3 separate regions of the Sus scrofa genome follow, and regions 1 and 3 are each linked to region 2. The links are chromatin contacts, called in public HiChIP or PLAC-seq maps. All regions are on one chromosome and are shown on one strand. Each heading gives the region's core, a stretch centred on a gene start, on an enhancer-like site or on the middle of the called end of the contact. The rest is flanking DNA. Distances are from core to core; before and after follow the strand shown.

Region 1 (3,466 bases), core at 7-2,506, 130 kb after region 2:
GCAGGTCTCCCGTGTCCACTTGGCCGGCCACACTCCAGCAAAGCAAAACACTCACGTCGGAAGAGCATGATTTAGGTAGCAAGAGGCTTGCTTCAAAAACCACATGGCAATCTCCAAATTAAAAGAACATGTGTAGCTTTTCACAAGGCGCTTAGTTTCCTGAGTCCTCCTGACCTCAACTCCACCCCTTGGGACACACCAAAAGTTGGACAGAAAGGTCCTCAGTCCCCGATTTCCCAAAGGCTGTGTACAGCCGAGGCCCCACGCCGCGCGCTGGGACCACGTCACCCCGCGCGGCGGCCCCACGCAGCCGGCCCCCGACCGGGGTGGGCACCGGCTGCGTGTCCCTGGGGCCTCAGCGGCCAGACGGGTCGTCCGGACACCTGGCAGGTGTCAGTCCGCTGGGAAACCGACAGCAACGCAGCTGAAAGGGGCAGCGGCACAGGCCAGGCCGCCCCGCGCCGGACTCAGAACTTTCTCTGCAACTTCAATCAGTTCCCGGAGCTCGCAGGCCGGCCGCGCGGCCATCGGAAACAGGCTCGGGAAAGAGTTCCCGACGCAGCGCGGCGAGGCCTGCCTCTGGGCCGAAAGTCCCCGCTCCGTGCCCGCCCGCGGGCCGGGCTCCGCACGGTCCCCGCACGGCCTCGCCCGGCCCACTTCGGGCGGCCGCGCTTCCGAGCGCGCCCCGGGGCCCGGGCAGGTGAGGACCCGCCCGCGCCGCACCTGGCGGGGTCGGCGCCGCCCGCGCGCCGTCCTCGCCGGCCCGGGCCGCGGCACGGGGCCCGGCGTCCCCGGGAGGGGCCCGGGCGGGCGAGACAAAGGGCCCGCGCGCGGCCCCCGGGCGGCAGGCACAGCGGGAGGCGGCGGGGACCCGTGGCGCGCGCCCCAACTCGCCCCCAACTTGCAAAGTCGCTTCCGCGGCGGCGCCGCGCACTTGGCCGCGGGGCCGGCCAGCCGCCCGGGCGCCCGGGCCATTGTCCCTCCGGCCCGCGCCCACCTACCCGCGGCGGGGGCCAAGCTGCAGCAGAGCGCGAGCAGCAGCAGCAGCGGCGGCGGCGGCGGGGGCGGCCGGGGCGGCGCCGCCTCCATGTTGTCCGGAGCCGGACGGGCCCGCGCCGCGCTCACTCGGGCTCCATGGCGCGGCGGCCGCGGCTCCTCGCGCGGCTCCCGGCGCCTGCCGCCTCCCCCCTCGGGCGCCGCGGACCAGGACGACGGGGGAGGAGGGAGGAGGCGCGGGAGCGGAAGCCGCGCCGCGTCTCCGCCCCCCGCCGCCGCCGCCGCCCGCCCGCGCCCCCCGCGCCGGCCGCGCCCTCCCGCGGGCGCCCCCCGCAGCCCGCCCGCGGCCCGGCGGCCGCCGCGCGCCGGCCCCGCGGCGCTGCCCGCGCCCCCTGCCCCCGGAGGCGGGCGCCGGGGCTCCGCGGGGACGCGAGGTCGGGCGCCCGGTTCCACCCCGCGGGGCCCCGGGGCTGATGGAGCCCCGGAAGCAGGTGTGTCACCTGCAGAGCGGCGGGCGCGGACTTGACCGATGGGGAAACTGAGGCACGGGGGCGGGGCTGCGAAGGGGGCTGCCCCAGGGCACTTGGTGCGGCACTTTCGGGGTTGCAAGCCAGGGCCCCGAGCCAGGTCTGCGCGCTTTCCCGCGACCGCAGCTGCCCCAGCGGGGTCCGGGCGGAACGGGCCCCGTGACACCTGTTGTCACAGGGGAGAGCAGAGAAGGGCGACCGGGAGTCCGCGCTGGGCAGGGACAGCGGCACGGGCGGGCAGTAGGGAGGATTTGAGGTTTGCTGTTTAAACCAGCTGAAAACCCTCTGCATTCCTTGTACCTGAATGAAGCCTGAGCGGCAAATACGCCGTTCTTCCCATGTGCTTGCAGGCGGCCTCTAGGATCGCAGACCTTACCTGCGATTCATTCAACAAGCTGGCACTGAGCACACCCCTCCCCCACCCCACCTACCCCCACTTCACCCCCTCCTCCCTTCCCCCCCCACACCCCACGCTCTGTGCCCACCTGAGCTTCAGGGCCCAGGAAGGGCTGGGAAGGGGCAGCACACGCTCTGGAATCCACAGGCCCAAGGTCAGACTCGGGTCCTACCGCTTCCTAGAATCAGGTGTGCCTTGGGCAGGTCCAAATGTAACCTCTGCCGGGACACTTTCCTTCCTTATAAAATCGGGGGAGCGATGCTTACCTTGCAGGTGCCCGGAGAAATAACGGTAACTCCTGGGAAGAGCACAGTCCATGGGTGCATGCGTTCTTCATATAGGTGTGACACCTTGTAGGACAAAGCTAGTGGTCAGGCAGAATGTCTCTGTCCTATGGGGTTTAGATCCTAGGGAAGGAGACAAAAACAAGAAAATAGATACATTTAAAACCAAAACCAACACCCAACACACCATTAACATATTAAGGAGGGCCATGAAAAAGGAGGGGTGCTGTGCTGCAAGGTCTGGGGAATTCTGACTTAGGGAGGCGGGGACGGTTGGGGCAGGAGCAGGCAGAGGCGGATGGAGCAGCAGGAGAAGCCAGCCGGGGCCAGTGCATGTCAGACCTGGAGAAAGACTCCAGAGTTTATCCCAAGACAGTGGGACGCCTTTTAGGAGTTTAAGCAGCACAAGCTTTGCTGCGTCCTCTCTTCCACCCTCTGCCCAGCCCCAGCTGCACCTCCTCTTGACTCTACATTCAAAATGGAGGCAAACTCTTAAGACTTCTTATACCTCCCATATCACCACTCCGGCTTGGGTCACGTCAGCCCCCGATGGTCTCCTGCTTCCATCCTTGACCCCCTTCAGCCCCAACTCACAGCCGCCAGCGTGAGCCTGTCCAAACAAGTCAGCTCACATCCCTCCTCTGCTCAGGAACCTGCTATGGCTCCCACACCAATCAGAATAGAAACCGATGTCCAGCAGAAATTAACACAACATTCTAAATCGACTATACTTCCATGAAATTTTTGTTTCTTTTTAGGGCCACACCCACAGCATATAGAAGGTCCCAGGCTAGGGGTGAAATCAGAGCTACAGCTGCCAGCCTACACCACAGCCACACATGGGATCCGAGCCGCATCTGCTACTTAACACCATAGCTCTCGGCAACGCTGGATCCCCAGCCAACAGAGCAAGGCCAGGGTTGGAATCTGCATCCTCGTGGATACTGGTCAGGTTCGTTTCTGCTGCACCACAATGGGAACTCCAAAATAAATTAAAAAAAAAAAAAAAAAAAAGAATAGGAGTTGAACTCTGGACCACTGAACTCTGGACCACTGACGTAACGAATGTCCCTCTAGCAGAGTCCCGATGGTGGGGCCACCCTGGGCCCCCTTCCTCTCATCCCCACCGCCAGAGCCCTTAAGGAATCCCACTAGGTCTTCCTGAAGCATCCTGAATCCAGCAAAATAAATTTAAAAAAAAAAAAAAAAAAAGAATAGGAGTTCCCATTGTGGTGCAGCAGAAACGAACCTGACCAGTATCC
Region 2 (3,774 bases), core at 419-2,918:
TCCTGGGGAGCTTTTCCCTATTTAACCATCTCTGAAACTAACCATTCTGAAGCACCAGGGCTCATTACTCCAGGAAACGTTTGCAACTTAACGAATCTTCAACCACTCCTCCCCTGAAAAAAATTACAATACACTTCCAGGTCACTGTCTCAGCCCAAATGACTCTAAATACACAGACCTTTCTAAAGACACTCGCCCAAAGCCAGGACTGAAAACACTCATTTACCTTCCTAATGGTATATAAATATTTAAAACATCAAACCTAATAATAGCCATTAATTTCTAAGCTGATTCTTCGTGCCAGGCACCATTTGTAGCTGCTTTACACGTATTAACTCATTTACTCCTGGCAAACTCAGGAGGCAGACACAGTTACAGAAGCAGCAGTGAAGAAAGTGATGAAGCCAAGATGTGAAACCAGGCAGTCTAACTCGAGAGCAAAGAGAGCGCAGGCACCAGCACCACTTAGGAGACTCCAGCGGCTGGAAACCTGGACTCGCTTTCCCACTGGCTGCCTACCTGCAACTTGACCTTGAGGACAAAACCCAAGTAAGCCTCCCGTTCACAAAATACGACAAGAGCCTCGTTAACAAGTGCGGCGAGGACGAAAGTGCCCCTCCCATAAAAGCAAAATATAAACAAAGCTCGACCCGACCCACGGAGAAAGTAAGAATCGAGAGCACTGCACGAAGCTCTGAGGCTGAGACGTCAGGACACACAGGGACCTCCAAGGACTCGCTCGGTCTACGCACAACCAAGGGTCCAAGTTGTGCCGAGAGCAGGCGGGACGGAGGAGGAAACCCCTCCAAGTTAACGGCGAGAGAGCTTCTTTAAGAGGGAGGTTCTTGCTGCCGAAAGAAGGACCACCCCCCAGCCCCCCGCAAGCTCATATTCGCCAGGGAGACCTTCGCGACCAGGTCTACGCTGGAGTCGCAGCACCGGAGTGGAAAAAAAATCGCTCGGAAGGAGATTTAAATACTCCGGGCCCGGCTCTGCGTATTCCGATGACTCTGCGGCGAAGGAGCAGAAACCCACAGAACTTGTTTCCCGGAGAGCGGAGTCCAACAATGGCCTTCGCGAGGCTCCGGCGAGCGGCCGCCTTAACTTGACACGCTCCGGGGCCCGCGCCCAGCGAAGTTCTCCGGGGCCGGCGGGCGGCGCTCGGGGCCGCCGGCCGGGGCGGAGCGGGCCCCGCCGGGCTAGGGGCGCGCCCGGTCGCCGCCGCGCCAGGCCGCGGACGTCCGCGCGGGCGCAAAGTTCGCCGCCGGGCCCTCGTCCCGCCTCGGCGCCCGGCCCGGCGCGGCCCCCGCGGCCCGCAGCGGGCGAGCCGGGCGGCTGACAGGCGCGGGCGGGGACGGCCCCGGAGCCGGGGCGCCGCGCCTCCCCGGCCGCGGAGCGGCGAATTCCGGGGGGGAGGGGAGGGGGCCGGGACGCTCCCTCCCCGCGCCGCCGAGGCCGGGCGGAGGGGCCGCCCCGCCGCCCGCGCGCCGCGCACCCCGCGCGACGGCCCGCTCCGCCGCCCCCTCCCCCTCATTACCTGGAGGTGCCCGCGACTCGCCGCTAGTTGCGCTCAGGCGGGAAACGCGCTCACCGACACCATCAGCGAAGCGCCCAAAATGGCGGACGTATCAAGCAGGCCTTGAGTTCCCCCCGCCCTCCCTCCGGCCGCCTCACGGCCAATCATGGCCCTGGCCCCGCCCCCAGTCCCGCGCTCATTGGCCTCCCTCTCCCGCCCCCTGTAACCTATTGGATCACCCTGCGGCCCCGTTGCACGCACGCCGATTGGCTGGCAGACCTCGTCAGTCAAGCGAGAGGGGCTCATCCTTTTCCCATGGACTTGACGGTTCCGGAACCTCTAGGACCCGGGAGTCTGGAGAAACAAATCAGAAACCGAGAGAAACCTGGCTGGGTCCCCCTACGCCGTAGCAACAGCAGGGCCTCCGCTTGACCGACGCTTCGGACCACCAATCCGATAGCCAATGCTTTTTAAAACTAAAATGAGCCAAACCAATCATGGCCATAGAGATGGGAACTGCAAGGGAACCAATGGGGTACCAAGACCGGAGGGCGGGCAGGCGGGCCCGAGGGCCTGAAGGAAACCGGTGATGACGTGAGCCACAATGTGTTTCGGCGGCGGAAATTAGCCAGGGTTGGGGAATTAGCTCAAGTGGTAGAGCGCTCGCTTAGCATGTGAGAGGTAGCGGGATCGATGCCCGCATTCTCCACTGTAGACTTTTAGAAGGGGGGTGTGGGACTTTCCTGGTCAAAGTCACGCTCCTTTCCCTGGGTGCCCGCACTGGGAGTCTATCAGAGTGAAGGTGGGGAGTCCCATACAGCTTACGCCGACTCCCCAGCCTCCGCGAGGGACCAGATTGCGGGAAGATAGGAGTCCTCGTTTTGCCTTGCGGAAGGATTGACACGCGAGCTTCTCCCAAAATTCTCCTCTGGCGCCCTGCCACTCCCCGCCCTCCCCGAGACAGCCCACTCAGCCATCTCCCCCCGCCCCCTGCTCCTAAAGAGAGCCACCCCAGAGAGAGCCGACGCTTGGAGATGCGGCCTCCTTCCTAAAAGCCGGCAAAACGCCGTGTATGGTCACGTGTAAATCAACTGCATGCGGTGGGGGGAGGCTTGCGGGGCCCGCTGCGGGGGAGAGAGTGCTAGGGGCACTAGTGCTCGTGGGCAGCCCTAGTGTGCACTTAGTCTATGCCCAGCCTGCGGGGGTGCGTGGGGAGCAGAGGGTCCCGGCTCTGACGTCAGACTCCTCCAGTCACAGAGTGGTGGGGTCTTCCTGAGCCGGAGGCAATCCGACCCTCAGGACAGCGAGAGCAGAGCTCTGCGCTAACTCCCGGAGACCTGAGACCCCAAGGTGGGGCCTTGGAACAGGTTGGGTTGTTCTGAGAGAGACACGGGGCGGGAGAGGAAGTGTCCGAAGTGACCGGGTCTCCGGGCCTTGAGACCAGTGCCACCCTGCCTAGGGGGAAATCACCAGCACCGGTGCTCAGGGGAGAGTCAGAATGAGGGCTCGGGGCAGGGAGGTCTGCCTGCCAGCAGGTCTCTCCCGTGACACTGGCTTGGGCAGAGATGGCCTCTCAGGCCCAAGGAGGGGAGGCAGGGAGTTCCTGTTGTAGCTCAGGGGCCTAAGAATCCGACTAGGATGCATGACACTGGTTCTATTCCTGGCCTCACTCAGTGGGTTAAGGATCTGGTGTGGCTGTGGCTGTGGCATACACTGGCAGCCCCTTGTCTGGAAACTTCCACATGCTGTAGGTGAGGCCCTAAAAAGACTAAAAATAGGGAGGGGAGACAGGCTCCCTGTGGGGCTTCCCCAGAGGACCTCCCAGGCCTGAGACATGTGACAGAGCTTGGCCACTGGGGGTAGCGGATGGCCACACCAGCAGTTTTGGCCACTGGGCTGCCTTCCAGACGCAGTTCTCTGCACCCCACTTGCCCAGGCCGGAGGCTCCCTCCACCCCACCGACTCAGGTTCTCTGAGCGCCGAAGCCAAAGGCAGAGAAAATGGGAGCCCAGCTGGAATTGGGTGGACAGGCCCCTCCCCCAGCTCACTCCTTCCGCAGAGCCTGTGGCTAGAGGCAGAAGTTCTGGAAGGAGTTCGTTGCTGGTAGTCCCAGAACAGGAGCATCACCCCATTTATGTGTTAGGTAACTGAGACCCTGAAAGCATTCAGACCTCGGCTGTGGCCCACACTGGCTGAGTGACCTCAGCTGGGCGACCTGAGCTCCCTGGCTGTCCAGGTCTTATCTGTAAAGTGCTGGT
Region 3 (3,795 bases), core at 960-3,459, 160 kb after region 2:
ATAATGCTCTACAGAAGCAGTTATGTGGTTCCCAGAGCTCTGCCGTGATAGGTGCCAGGTCCTCCCAATTCACTCAAAGTTGTCAGATTCCCCTACAAGAGAATGGGTTTCCCAAAGATATTTCCATTGTTGCCTGAAGCCCATCCTTCCTTCCTTCCTTCCTCCCTTTCTCCTTCCCTCCCTTTCTTTCTCTCTCTCTCCCCAAAACCCATTTTCTAGCAACACTCTACACTGGGGCTTTCTTTACAAGCATTTTCTGAAAAGGACCAGGCAGTAAATACTTCAGGTTTTTGTGGGCCGCAGGGTCTCTGCTCCAACTATTCAATTCTGCCCTTGCAGTGCAAAAGCAGCCACACAATACATAACCAAGAGGCACAGATGTATTCCAATAAAACTTTACTAGAAAAACAGACAGAGGGTCAGCAGATCCTGGCCGTAGACTCTGAGCTCCTTGAAAAGGAGAGCTTGTCTCATCTTTGTAATTTCAGCCTCAGCAGTAAAAACTGTCCCGATTTTACCAAAGAGGAAATAAAAGCACAGAAACTGATTTTGAGGAAGCCGAGCATAGAACCACAACTGGCTGTTTGGGTATATTTTCATTTGTGAATTGAACAGATACTGACTGCGCTTCTCATGTTAGAGCTGAGCTTGTTGTGAAAATTAAAGCAAACCCAAAGCAAAAGGATCTTGTCTTCACAAACTCTCCCACCTGGCTGGCCTCTCAGCAAACCTATCCCTTACAGGGTAAGGGCTACACCGCCTGAAACCATGAGATTGAACTGGATGTGATAGGTCTGTTGTTGCTGTTGTCTTTTCTAGGGCCACACCCAGGCCTATGGAGGTTCCCAAGCTAGGGGTCTAATTAGAGCTGTAGCTGCCAGCCTACGCCAGGGCCACTGCAATTCGGGACCCGAGCTGCATCTACTACCTACATCACAGCTCACGGCAACGCTGGATCCTTAACCCACTGGGCGAGGCCAGGGAATCTATCTGAACCCGCAACTGAGCCAAGACAGGAATTCCTGGATGTGACACTTCTTTTTTTTTTTTTGTCTTTTGTCTTTTTGTTGTTGTTGTTGTTGTGGTTGTTGCTATTTCTTGGGCCGCTCCCTCGGCATATGGAGGTTCCCAGGCTAGGGGTTGAATCGGAGCTGCAGCCACCGGCCTACGCCAGAGCCACAGCAACGCGGGGTCCGAGCCGCGTCTGCGGCCTGCACCACAGCTCACGGCAACGCCGGATCCTTAACCCACTGAGCAAGGGCAGGGACCGAACCCGCAACCTCATGGTTCCTAGTCGGATTCGTTAACCACTGAGCCAAGACAGGAATTCCTGGATGTGACACTTCTAAAGTGAGTTTCAGGTGCTCCCAGAGCTCAGAGCTGGGGAGCTGATCCCATCTTTGCACCCTCACTTTTCTGGGTCTGGCTTAGTTTCTTAGCCCAGGACCCCAAGACGAGTTTTTTATAAGACAAGTTTTTTATAACTGTCTGAAAATAAAGCCTTTTGGATTATTCCCTTTGAGATGGTCTTTCACAGACAGGCTCTGGTTTGGACTTGGGGGGACTGGAGAAAGTTTTAGACTCGGGTACAATCACAAAACTTGTAACTTACGAAGCTACTTCGAACGAAGGTCAAGTCCCATACGCTTTCCTCTACACTGTTTTGCTCCAGTTATTCCACGTCTCACAATCTCAAAACATCTCGAGAGGCTCAGTTTCAGGGTCTGTAAAACCGGGGCTAAGCGCCTCACAGCAGTTAAATCACAGAACCAAGCCCAGCGCTTGGCACGTTGTAGGCGCTCGAAACACGCCGGCCGCGGTCTCGACTGTTACTTGCTTCTGGGATCCCCGGCGCCTGCCCCCGGGGCTGTGGATGGAGTCTAGAGAGGGCGGGCACGTCGCAGGGTCCCCCCCCTCGGGTGACCTGCACGCCAACGTCATAGGTCTGGGCTCACCCAGCCCAGCCGTGGCACCTCGGTCCCCACAGGGCGGGGTCCACAGTCCCAGCGGAGCCCAAGCACCACCACTTCCGCCAGCGATCGGTCCGAAACTGCCGCTTCCGGCCCGCGCGGGACTTCGCCCGAGCCGCCCCGCGGTGGGCGGAGCCCTGACGCGGCCACGCCCCTCGCTTCCGGCTCGAATCCGGCAGCACCAGGAGCCGCCGGGCTGTTCTGAGCGTCAGCCGAGGCTGCCCCGCCCTCCAGGACCCGCCCTCTCGTGACGTCATCTCCGGGGCGGTCCGGGCGGGGCCGGAGCCCTGGCGGCTGCTCTGAGCTGTCCTGGCTCTCGGTCGTGCTGCTCCACTGCTGGCCACGTCCCCACACCGACCGCGGGCGCTTCCCCGCCGCCCGAGGGCCGCCGGGCCGCCGCAGGCCTGCCGCGCCCGGGTAAGGGGCCTGCTCTGCCGTCCGGGGAGCTGTTGTCACCGCTGCCTGAACCGGCTTGGGGCTGAGAGAGGGAGGTGGGGGACAGGAGGAGGGGTGTATAGGGGCACGGGAGGCAGAGGAGGGGACCTTCGGGCACGGGAGGCATAGTAGGGGCATGGGGGCCCGGGAGGCAGAGGAGGGGACCTTCGGGCACGGAAGCAGAGGAGGGGACCTTCGGGCACGGGAGGCAGAGGAGGGGGCATGGGGGCCCAGGAGGCAGAGGAGGGGACCTTCAAGCACGGGAGGCATAGTAGGGGGCATGGGGGCACGGGAGGCAGAGGAGGGCATCTTCGGGCACAGGAGGCAGAGAAGGGGACAAGGGAAAAAATGAATGGGGACACTGCAAGCTGGTGAGGATTGGAGGTGAGAAGTAGGAGGAGAGGAAGGAATAGGAGTCAGTTGGGGACCGAGACTCCCAAGGAGGATGGATGGGAGCCCAAGGAGGCAGGAGAAGGGCTTACGGGGACCCCAAGCCAGAGAAGAGGCTGGGTGAGTTCAGTTTGGGACAGAGGAGGGGAAAGTCGGGACGCTGCCATATGGGTGGGGAGACAAACAGTCTTGCCGGCCAAGGTTGGGCCCCAGGAAGTGTTATGCTCAAAGAGAGTTGGCCCTTTTGGCAAGCCAGGCGTTCTCTACCTGGAAGGGGGTCGTGCATTTCCATCTACCTGCCTGCCTCCCCCATGTGAGTCTGGGCACCTATGTAGTGGGTGCAGTTAGCTGTTAGGAGTCAGCATCCACATAGTTGGCCATAAAACGTAAATTTCTACTTAGACATCTGCCTCGACGATAAACTTTCTTTTCCCCTCCCTGGAGGAAGCATCTCGAAAATTTCAATCCAGATTTTCTCCTTACATGCTAGACTTGCCTGACGGACAGAGGAATGTCAGATTTACCCACACAGCCCGCAAGAAGTAGGCTCTTGCTCAGAGCATTTAGCCTGATACCAAAACTTGCAGAAACCTGGAAGGAAGCAGTGTAATTAAGATGTTATCTAGTGCGCCAGATTCCCATCTGCCACAGAGACACATCCTTTGGACCACAGGACAATGTCTATATGCACAAAACCACAAGCCTGTGTTCCTTGGGTTCTGATACCAAAGTTCAGCCAGGTGACGTGTCAAGACAGGTATCTGTGGTCTGCCCTGTATTTGTTTCCGCAATCCCTGCTCCTTGGTGTGTTTAGTTTCCCCAGCTTGGGGTAGCAGCTGGGGCCACATTGCTGCTGATCAGTAAGTTCCTAGTGTGATGGAATGGGTGGGGGGGGCGGGTAACGCCTGAGTTGGGCCCAAGAACCTGTGTAAGCCAGAAAAAGGAATTAGGCAGCTTAGAGTCTATGTCATGTAACTTGCACGCAGCACCCTGTGTATAA

The links. HiChIP or PLAC-seq counts read pairs in DNA pulled down with a chosen protein or histone mark.
Region 1: an H3K27ac HiChIP or PLAC-seq map of alveolar macrophages shows a contact between it and region 2. The contact joins the promoter of LRP5 here to the promoter of PPP6R3 in region 2. A contact is called at or near these places in 5 of 47 Hi-C or Micro-C datasets (heart right ventricle, liver and skeletal muscle) and 1 of 2 datasets of contacts at active chromatin or transcription factors (alveolar macrophages).
Region 3: a contact with region 2 is called in an H3K27ac HiChIP or PLAC-seq map of alveolar macrophages. The contact joins the promoter of C2H11orf24 here to the promoter of PPP6R3 in region 2. A contact is called at or near these places in 2 of 5 promoter capture datasets (fetal liver and fetal skeletal muscle), 10 of 47 Hi-C or Micro-C datasets (alveolar macrophages, brain, embryonic fibroblasts and 6 more) and 2 of 2 datasets of contacts at active chromatin or transcription factors (alveolar macrophages and skeletal muscle).

Annotation. Positions count from the first base shown.
Region 1 is chr2:4,652,741-4,656,206 of Sscrofa11.1, forward strand. It overlaps LRP5 (low-density lipoprotein receptor-related protein 5), which reads right to left and starts at 1,257. Exons shown (of 23, transcript XM_021082719.1): 1 at 1,002-1,257. The coding sequence starts at 1,089.
Region 2 is chr2:4,521,753-4,525,526 of Sscrofa11.1, forward strand. It overlaps PPP6R3 (serine/threonine-protein phosphatase 6 regulatory subunit 3), which reads right to left and starts at 1,669. Exons shown (of 26, transcript XM_021082696.1): 1 at 1,538-1,669. It overlaps TRNAA-AGC (a tRNA gene), which reads left to right and starts at 2,153; the gene lies at 2,153-2,225.
Region 3 is chr2:4,679,995-4,683,789 of Sscrofa11.1, forward strand. It overlaps C2H11orf24, which reads left to right and starts at 2,210. Exons shown (of 4, transcript XM_003480654.4): 1 at 2,210-2,387.